Regions from separate parts of the Sus scrofa genome. Here region 1 is linked to region 2. A link is a contact called in public HiChIP or PLAC-seq data. All regions are on one chromosome and are shown on one strand. Each heading gives the region's core, a stretch centred on a gene start, on an enhancer-like site or on the middle of the called end of the contact. The rest is flanking DNA. Distances are from core to core; before and after follow the strand shown. Region 1 holds the start of DMTF1 (cyclin-D-binding Myb-like transcription factor 1). Region 2 holds the start of CROT (carnitine O-octanoyltransferase).

Evidence for each region. HiChIP or PLAC-seq counts read pairs in DNA pulled down with a chosen protein or histone mark.
Region 1: an H3K27ac HiChIP or PLAC-seq map of skeletal muscle shows a contact between it and region 2. The contact joins the promoter of DMTF1 here to the promoter of CROT in region 2. A contact is called at or near these places in 3 of 47 Hi-C or Micro-C datasets (heart right ventricle, mesenteric adipose tissue and subcutaneous adipose tissue) and 2 of 2 datasets of contacts at active chromatin or transcription factors (alveolar macrophages and skeletal muscle).

What each region holds. Positions count from the first base shown.
Region 1 is chr9:93,460,915-93,466,024 of Sscrofa11.1, reverse strand. DMTF1 (cyclin-D-binding Myb-like transcription factor 1) reads left to right here and starts at 2,896. Exons shown (of 17, transcript XM_021063471.1): 1 at 2,896-3,097. LOC102166910 (a long non-coding RNA gene) reads right to left here and starts at 2,877. Exons shown (of 3, transcript XR_001304172.2): 1 at 2,761-2,877.
Region 2 is chr9:93,306,171-93,311,303 of Sscrofa11.1, reverse strand. It overlaps CROT (carnitine O-octanoyltransferase), which reads left to right and starts at 3,154. Exons shown (of 18, transcript NM_001243217.1): 1 at 3,154-3,562; 2 at 3,807-3,896.

The DNA.
Region 1 (5,110 bases), core at 1,647-4,146, 150 kb before region 2:
GTATTCTCAGGAAGACCTGCTCTGAACTCTGTATGTAAAGTTCACTTTCAGAGCACCTTATTTATATCCTTTTTAGAACTTAGTAAATTGGCAATTATTGATGAGTTTAACCAATATATTATCCCTCTTCCTTCTATGCCAGATTATAAAGGGACAGGTATTTGAATCTATGTTCACACAGTCTCCCAATTTAGTAGAGTAACTTAATGCTTTCTATTTTGTTTTGCCCACAAATATTTCAAGGACAGAATGGAAATTTCTATCTTCACTTGCTAAAAGAATATGAAGTCTGACTTCTCCATTCTCCTAACTGGAAGAGGAACCAATTTTTGTTAATGTCCAATTAACAGCGTTCAGTAAAGATCTACTGCAAAAGGCAAGAAAGTGAAGGAGGTATGAAGTGGTGGTAAACAGGCTGAGAAATTAAAAGAAATGTAGGGACACCGAGACATTGACACATAAGGGAGGCGGGAGAGAGGTTGTGAGAAGGAGTACCATCTGAAACAGGAGAGGGCTTGGAAGATTCTGATGTGTGAGCTTAACTAAGAACAACTTGCTCATTCTTCTGTTAGCACAGGAATACCCATCAGCTCTTAGGAATTCTGGAAGACTTTCCAATGTATACCCATCAGCTGTATTGATAGGACTCAGATTGTGTAGAATGAAAAGACTACTCAGTAATTATATTTTTCATTTACTTTGGACAAAAATCCTTGCAAACGTCTCTTTTTCTGAATCATGACATCCAGGACATGACACAATCATGAAACAAGAGAACATGCCTCTAGGTATTTGAAACACTTTTATATTAACATATCAACTTTTTATAAAAGAAAGGTCATTTCATCAATATTCTGTTGCTGATGGGGTTCATGAAAGTGTTATAAAAAACCCGGAGTCCAACAAAGTTAATCATAACTAACAAATGCCTATAAATCCCTTGCCCTACACATGCATAGCCTTCCCTGTCATCAGCATCCCCTACCAGAGTGGTACATTTACTGCAAATGAGGAACCAACAGTGACACATCACTGACAACCAGTCTATAGGTCATATTAGTTTACTGTCCATGTCGTACAGTCTATGGGTTTCAATAAATGTATGCCTTGTATCATCTTTACAGCATTATGCAAAATTGTTTCTTGCTGTCTTTAAAAATCCTCTATGCTCCACCTATTTCTCTTCCTCTGGCCTCAGACTCTGGCAACTACTGTTTTTTAATTTTGTTTTGTTGTTGTTGTTGTTTTTGTTTTTTCTTACTCTCTCCATAGTTTTGCCCTTTCCAGAATGTCAGTTGAAATAATTCAGAATGTACCTTTTCTGATTAAGTCCTTTCTCTTAGTTGTATGCATTTAAGGGTCCTCCCTGTCTTTTCATGGCTCAATGACGGCTCACTTCTTTTTACCACTGAATATTACATTGTATGGATGTATCACAGTTTATCCATTTAGTAATAGATACACACCTTGGTTGCTTCTAAGTTTTAGCAATTATAATGAAGTTTCTATAAATATGTGTGCAGGTTTTTACATGGAAGTAAGGTTTCAACTATTTGGGGCGAATATCAAGGAGCAATTAATGGATCATATGGCAAGAATATGCTTGCTTCTAGAAGAAACCAGCAAACTGTCTTCCAAAGTGTCCATGCCATTGTGCAGTCCCTTTATCAACGAATGAGAGTTCCTATTGTTCCACAGCCTCATCTGCACTTGGTGCAGTGAGTGTTGTGAATTTTGGCTATTCTAAATGGTGTGCGATGTTATCTCATTTTACATTCCTTTTTGTGAAATGCAACATTTATCAGTGAGAAAATTACCCCGAAGAACAGGTAATATGTACTACTGGTGAAAACTATATACATTCGGCTTAAAATCTAAACAAATATTGTGCCGTTTGCTTGTCTTCCCCTTTCTTCGATGAATTAATGTCACTTCCACAAAGTCAGCTACATTTTGAATTCGAAAGAAATCAAGGTTGCATAACACAATTTTTTTAAAAAAGCCAAAACAGAGGAAATCACTAGGCATTATTAACATCCAAGATGTGCATATTCCCATGTTGCCTTCTTTTGACCTTTACGACTGATGCTGAATTCATTCCCATTGCGACAATGTATTGTGAGCCTACACACAGTTGTAGGATGCAAGAACATGTGTCAACTGTAATTTTTAAACTCCTGACATCCCAGTAGCGAAAGAGAAGCAGCGTAAAATAAACCACGTTTAAAAACAAGTAAACTGAGGTCAGAATCATAAAGAGTTGTAACAGGGTTCTGACCACTAAACCTTCCGAACTCTTTCAAAACAAAAATCTTTGCAGGGGTTCTCCGGAGGCTTAAAAACTCCCTAGGGGTGGGGCCGAGTATCGGTTTTGCCTGGAAAGCTCTCCAGGTAACTGAAGCGCAGCCAGAGCAAAAAAGCAGTGCTTTACAAGGCCTGCCGTGCGCTACAAAATAGCATCTTCCTAAGCTCAGAGAAGATACATTTCACCCAGAATTGCATCACATGACCAATAGGTAACACGTCTACGCGCCTACAGCAAGGCTGACCAAGTGAGAAAACCCAGACACACAATTCTTAGCTTCTATCTGCACTCAGACCCGGCTCGAAAGACGTTCCACACCGCGGCTCCCTCAGCCAAGAGCCCCAAGGTAATAAAGAAAATCAGCTGGCGGGACCCAACCGGCCCTGAGCTAGGACGACCACAGTTGCGCCCAAAAAGGCTCTCCTTCATAGTATTAGCAACGGCATGATCAGTACCGAGATTTCCTAAGAGAAGAGGAAAACAGCAGACCATAAACAAATCCCATTCAGACGGGGACTGAAGCTCCAATGACCAGGAATCTTTTTCGCGCTCCAACTTGGCCGGAAGTGACGTAAGCGTCAGGCGCGCAGAGCCGCCCCTAGAGAGAGGAGGCCGGGCGGGGGAGCGTGCGGGGGCTGGGGGAGTGGCGCGGCCGTAGCTCCGTTTCCGGTGGCTCGTAGCGCTCGCTCACTCCAGCTGCAGCCACTCTTGCCCGTGGCTGCTTCCTCCATCCTGGTATTTTTTGGAGCCTCCATCCTGGTTCTTCCAAAGTGCCCGGACCCAAAACAGGAAGTAAGTGCGATGGAACCTTCAGGTCCCAACCGCCGCTAGGGCCGCTCCGCCCAGTGGAGCCTGTCCGGCCCCCTTGCTTCCCGCCTGCTCCCGCCGGCCGGCGCCAGCTGCCGGCGTCGGGGCACCGCGGGCGGGGTCGGAGATGGGCCTTCGTGACGCTGAAGCTGCCGTCCCGCACGCTCAGGCCAGGGCCTCCCTCTCGGGGCCGGGCCTGCGGCGGTGGCGTGGGCTACAGAGCAGGGTAGCGAGCGGCCGCCGAGCCACAGCTAGCAATCGGCGGGGGCGGAAAATGGCGGCGGCTTCGGAGGAGCTAAATGGCGCCGGGACCCCTGGGGGTGGGGTGGGCCGAGAGCTTAGGCTAGAGACTCGGGCCTGGGATGGCGGAGATTAGGAAGCTCTCCTTGCTTTCTCGAAGGGTTCTTGTTTAATTTTAATATTTTCGTTAGCTTTTCGGTTTAATTATATCACCCAGTGAAGGAGAAGTGGGCTTGGATGGAATGGAGAGAGTTGGGGCGGGTCTCGCCCTACTCCACCCGGTTTTTTTCCCTTTTACCTTGTTTGCGTCTTCGACTCTACTCCCATTTTTTTGAGGTTCACTCTCGCTCACTTATTCGTGGCCCAGGCCGAGGGGATCGTTGTTGCCGGACAAACCTTCTCTGTCAGCCTGAGTCTCTTTTTGAAGGGAAAGACGGGCTGGAGTGCTGGGAGACAGACCTAACCCGGCAGAAACCAGGAAAATGCGATTGCAAACTAGGAATTGTATTTTGCCTAGTTCCAAAGAAAATTTTTTTTTGTTTTAATCTTCTTCATCCTTTAAAATAGAGTTTGAGAATCTTTTCAGGGAAACTACAACATAGATTTGAAAATAAAAGTGGCCAAGTGCCGTTCTCTGCAGTTGAATGATACAGCATGTGTTTTTGTAATAAAAACAGTTGGATGTAGATAAGGAGAGGTGATAAATCTCTGAAATATAGGTCAGGACTTTCTTTCCCTGATTGATCAATGTGTGGTTGCTTTTCTCGTAACTTGATTCATCTTCGTGTATCTTCTTTCCGACAGTAGGTGAGGCTTCTCTTTGGGCTATTTAACAAAATGCGTGTTCTGTAGGATTACTGTCTAATATTCAGTATGTTACGCTTAGAACAACACCATTTGGAACTATTTTATCTTTTACTGATTTTTGCCTTTATTTTGAATTCGTGAAAGACAACCGTTTATAGCTTTTAAGCTGTAGTTTAATTCTTCCTTTGTGTTGAAAGTTTTATCAACAGAAAAACTATTTTTCAGTGAAAGATTTTCAGTTTCTTTCGTTACTTCAGATTTTTTTCCTTTGAGCTGATTTTAAATTTATGTTTCAAATAACTTATTATTACTGCATTTATTATTCACTTATTTAGTAATTTACTACCCCTTAAATATTTAGACTATGGTAATAATACACCAAGAACAGCTTTTTGCTCTGATGGTGTAGTGGTAGTAAGATTATGTTTGTTAGGTTGAGATTTAGTAGTTAAGGTTTAGAATAAATTAAGGTTTACATTCCTTAGTGTTGCAGAAATTGTCAGGCTGTAGAGTAAAATCTGGTATGAGAATAAAGATTTTTCCCTTCATTCACAAGGGACAAATACTAGCTTGATCCTTCCTGGGAAAAAAAATTACCTGTTATTTAAGAAAATAAATATATTTCGTGTTTCATGATAATCTTTATATTTTAACTCCCATATACTAGTACTTTTATGTGCCACCAAACAAGCTAATTTTTTTTTTTTTTTTTTACTATTTTAGTTGATAGGCTCACCCCAAAATATGCTTTTTGGGACTGATCTAGAACCTGCATATTCTGCGTGAATCTTTATTTGATTGCATTTGAGCTAGATGGTGGAGCCAAAATGCTATTGCCCTGTCTTCATCAACAGTTAATCAGTAAGTACTGGGCATTGCGTACTTACATAGAACTTTAAGTCCATCCTTTGAGCAGTTAATATGAATAAATATATGCTATATAAACATTTT
Region 2 (5,133 bases), core at 1,905-4,404:
CTGCAGTTCAGATTCAGTCTCTCTCTAGCCTTGGAACCTCCATATGCTGTGGTCGTGGCCCTAAAAAGACAATTAATTAATTAATTAAATGGAGTCAGGAGACCAGAAAGGGCAGGGAGGGAGCATTCATGCAGTACCACTTGACATCAATTACAGGAGAAATTGTCAATTACAGACCCCAACAGAATCATTAGCAAGAAAATATCATTGATTACAGACCCCCCAACAGGAAAATCTGTACATTGCATCTCCTTCAGGAAACAGCTGCCCCCAGCAACTCAGCCAGGGAGAAAGTGCCATCACCCTGAACTTGCACTTTTCTCCAAAAGACTTGTTCAAAACAACCCTTCCTAACTCCGTGTCTCCATAAAATTTCTTCTCTTGAACTTGCCTATTGCTTTTGCTGTCGCTTGCTTGTTCTGTATTGCAACTCCTCTGCTATTCCCAAATAAACCCGTTTTCGCTGGTGAAAGAACTTTTATTTTTAAGGTCAACATTACTTAATAATCAGAAATGGGATCCAAAGAAGACTTCCAGCAGCTCTGAGGTTGTGAGCAAACGCGTGCTGGTGTCCCAGGGCCCACTGAGCTCACTGCTTTCTCACTGATCCTGGAGTCGGAGGGTGTCTCTCTTGGATTTCAAGCTCTTTGCATTCTCAGCTCTCCAGGCTTTCTGTAGGATCTGTTTAAAGGCTTTGTCCCTCCAGAGAGTGCCCATTTGGCCTTTGGCCCAATTCCTTGGGAACGGGGCTGTTCCTGCTGGAACTCTATCAGCTGGTCAATGGAACTGTGCTTTTAGCCTGATTCCTTTTGGAACTGGGCTGTCCCTATTGTAACTGTGTTGTTGTTGAGGAATTTTTCTTTTTTCTCTACAGGAAAAAAAACCTCTCATGGCCTTTATGAGGAACTTTTAAACTCCTCAGACAAGCTGAATTAGACAGCTATGGCTCTAAAACTGTCCAAACTTAATGGGACATATATTTCGATTAATATTTTGAGGCTTCAAAGCATTATCAGGGACTCTAATATTGCTTCTCTGCAAAATACAATTTATAAATTGAGGCAAACAAACAACAAAAGAAAAAAAAATGTTGTCCTTGACATTTTAAAGCAGTCATTTGTAAGACCATGTAATGTAAATATTTCAGAGATCTGGGAGGGCGGGGACAAAGAAAGAAAAACAAGAAAACTTCTGACTCCTCTCCCTCCCCTCCCCCATTTTTCTGAAGGCAGCCACCTGTCCCTTTAAAGTTAACTCTGCCGAGGGTCCAAAAAAACCCCCAAATTTCTTGTGTTCCCTGGACAAAGGCCAAACTGAGAGCCCTAGTTAAAGAGTATCTGAGTAACTCAGAAGCCCCAAAGGTTTGCTGAAGAATTTAACATAGTTATTCAAATTTACCAACTTGGTTCCTCAGATTTATAACCAGTTATTGCACCTGCTTGTTAGTGACTGTCAAGTCAAATATTTGATGAAATTACTGAACAGGTTTAGAAAAACAAACTTTTGGAGTTCCCGTTGTGGCGCAGTGGTTAACGAATCCGACTAGGAACCATGAGGTTGCGGGTTCGGTCCCTACCCTTGCTCAGTGGGTTAACGATCCGGCGTTGCCGTGAGCTGTGGTGTAGGTTGCAGACGCGGCTCGGATCCCGCGTTGCTGTGGCTCTGGTGTAGGCCAGTGGCTACAGCTCCGATTGGACCCCTAGCCCGGGAACCTCCATATGCCATGGGAGCGGCCCAAGAAACAGCAAAAAGACAAAAAATAAAAATAAAATAAAAATAACATATCCACATGTGAATATTCAATTATGCACAGTCTCAGTTCCTTTCAGGTCAGATTTCATTATCAAGGAAGTTAGAAAAGACAGATAAAGGATTGCAACCTGTAATGACATATTCATTTGAAACTCAGTTATTTACCTTTAATATCCAATTCAGAGCCACTGTGAAATATTGGTCTTTTCTTCCACAAAAATGAAATGTGGAGTTCCCATTGTGGCTCAGCGGGTTAAGAACCCGACATAGTTTCCTTGAGGATGCCAGTTTGATCCCTGGCCTGGCTCAGTCTGTTAGGGATCCAGCGTTGCTGCTAGCTGCTGCATGGGTAGCAGATGAGGCTCAGATCTGGCAGTTGCTGGCCTGTAATGTAGGCCGGCAGCCGCAGCTCCCATTCCACCCCTAGCCTGGAAAGCTCCATATGCCACAGGTGAAGCCTTAAGAAAAAAAATGAAAGTGTATTTAAAATGAAGAATTAAAACTATATTTTATTTCAGGAAATACATGTAAGATAGATTTGCATGTGAAACTAAGTTAACTACATTTTGATCTCCCTAGTACTTTCCTAGTTCCCTCTGGTTAAAAACTCCTTTTCTTGGAGATACTCAAAGACATCAGATCAAATTCACGCTTGTGTGAGTCCCTGGGGGTGTCAAGGACCTTAGGCAGCACCTCTACACTGTGCAAACTTCAGCCTTAGTGGATACAGGAAAAGCGAGGTCAAGAAGTATTCTACGCAGATACTGTTCTCTTCCTAGGACCCGGGTGAACAGTAAGATTCCCTTATAAGGCGCTAGTATAAATTCTTGCTTGAGGATTACAAAAAGCGTCACACTGGGATGAGGTAAGAACGGCCGGCAAGCCAGAAGCTGGGGTAAAAAAGCAAGGGAAACAGAGCTCCAAGTTGCACAACTTGGGTGAAAACAGGCCATCAGTTCCTGCATCCATTCCAGAGGGTTAGGTACCTGAGGGAGCAAAGCGCTGCCGGCCTGCTTGTCCCGGACAAGGCGCTGTGCTCCTCCTACAGCAAGCAGTTCACTGCAGCCTAGATGGGTAAAGACCCTACGTCTCGGCCGTCTCCACCGCCGAGCCTTTCCCAAGCTTGCAGCGTAAAATCCAGGCCCCGGCGAAGATGCCCGGGGAAGGCGGGGCCCGGTCCCACCAGCGCGCAGGCCCGTCTCGCTCCACCCCCACCCTCGCCCCCTCCCTACTCCCACTCCCCGCCCCTCCACCCCTGGCTTCAAGTACAGGGCGGGACCCACACGGCTTTCCAGCCAATCCCCGATCTCCGGTGACCGTGGGGCGGGACCCTCTCGACTTTCCATCCAATTCTCGCTCCTGAGCAGGAGTGAGGGACCCGATCCGCGCAGCCATAGGCTGCAGACGAGGAGGCGAAGCTCGCGGGGCAGTGACTAGCCAGCCCGCGGAGTCAGCGTACCCTCCCTTCCCTGACCCTTCGGGGTGGGGAGTAGTTTGAACAGAGTTAGATAGCGTGGAGCGTAGTGTAGAGAAACGGAGGTGTTAGAACCCGGCGGGAGTGTCCTGCCACCTGGCATCTCGCTTGCCCAAGTCAGAGAGGAATCCTCGAACTTGGGCCACTAGGCTGGACCGTCGTGGTGCTTGGTTGGATTTCTCTCACTTGGTGGTTTCTTGAGTGTGTGGAGCTGCCCTTTCGTTGGTGGGAGGAGTCTCCGAGTTCTCGTCGCCTTCCACTCCTGTCTCTAGAGCCAAGCTTTGAACTTGTAGCCCTGCGACTGGGCGCCGGCACCAGATATCCGGGCACTGGGAGGTACCTTTTTCCGGGATCCTGTCTAATGGAAAGGAATGCCATTGTCTTAGTTGTTAACTTAGTTAATCATGTCATTTTTATACAGCTCTCTGGCAGACGGACTTTTTGCGTGTGTTTGCTGTGATTCCCAAAAGTTTGAGGCTTGGGGCCTCCCAGCCCCGACGTTGTCTTCCACCTTCTTTTACCAGTTTTTGTTAATTCCCCTTCCCCTGCAATTGTTAAGCTGTTTTCTTCCTCCCCACAGTTACCAGCCCAGTTCAAACCCCTGTAACCTCAAAACAGAATTGTTGCAACAAGCTCCTGGCAATCCTAAACAATTCATCTTGGTGTCCTGGTATGTGATAATCTATTTATTTTACTTGTTTTCCTGGTTCTCTTTTCCACTTCAGCCTGCATCTTACTGCTCCCAGGAAGCCCACTGTAATTAAATCCAGCATCATCATTTTCTTAATGCATTTATAGCTTTTTTGGAATTGTATTATTTCATCTTGGTGATTGAGAATTCAGAACAAATAATCCTCCATGAAAGAATCTGATAATTTGTATTTTTACTGTGTCACTTATGGTGAGTTAAGACTGGTGAGTATGGAATTGGTGGTAGCCTCAGTTTTCTGGAATCTAGTAACTGGCAGGGATGTATATGGAGAATAGCTTATCTTTTCTACATATGTTAGTTTCCTATTGCTGCTGTAACAATTTATCACAAACCTAACAGGTAAACACAAATTTATTAACTAGCAGCTCTATTGCTGTGAATTCTGCATAGGTTTAGCTGGGTACTCTGCTTAGGATCTCACAAAGCTGAAATCAGTTTGTTGGTCTGGGTTTTCTGGCAGCTCTGGGGGAGAATCCACCTCTAGTGTCATTTAAGTTGTTGGCAGAATTCACTTCCATGCAGTTACAGGAATGAGGTCCCCATTTTCTTACTGGCTGTCAGCTGGGGCCTCTCAGTTCCACAAGACTACCTGCGTTTTCAAAGCCAAACATTACCTCCAATCCTTTTCATGATTTTATTCTCCCGGGCTCATCATCTGCCACACCTGGAGAAAGCTTTCTGCCCCTGAACTCGCAAGTAATCAGATTAGGCCCACCTGGATATTCTTAGTTTATGGTCAGTTGTGCAATAAGACCATCACAGTCAAAAAGGTGATAATCTCACATTCCCAGGTTCTGGGTATTAGACGGGCAGAATCATGCGGAGCCATTCAAAGAATTTCCACCTAGTATGATATAGTTAGCTCAACCAGATTATTTTTATAATGTGGTTTTGCAGGTATTAAATCATAACAATTCTGTCTGATTTGAGTATCTTCTCTACACATGCATTTAGTTATTTGTCTGGAGGCACATGGCTAGAAAGTGACAGAGTTGGTATTTAGGCCTGAATCTACATTTCCTTTAGATCTGAAGCCATGTTTACAGATGGTCAAAGTGTGGTGCAGCCAGAGTCATTAGGTAGAAGAAGCTGAGGAATTATGAGATTTTTGTTGCACCTCATTTTTGGATTATCTCTTTATGTTAGTGGTGTCAGCCAAGTTCTTCTCCCCTAACAAAGAAAGCCCAAACTGCAA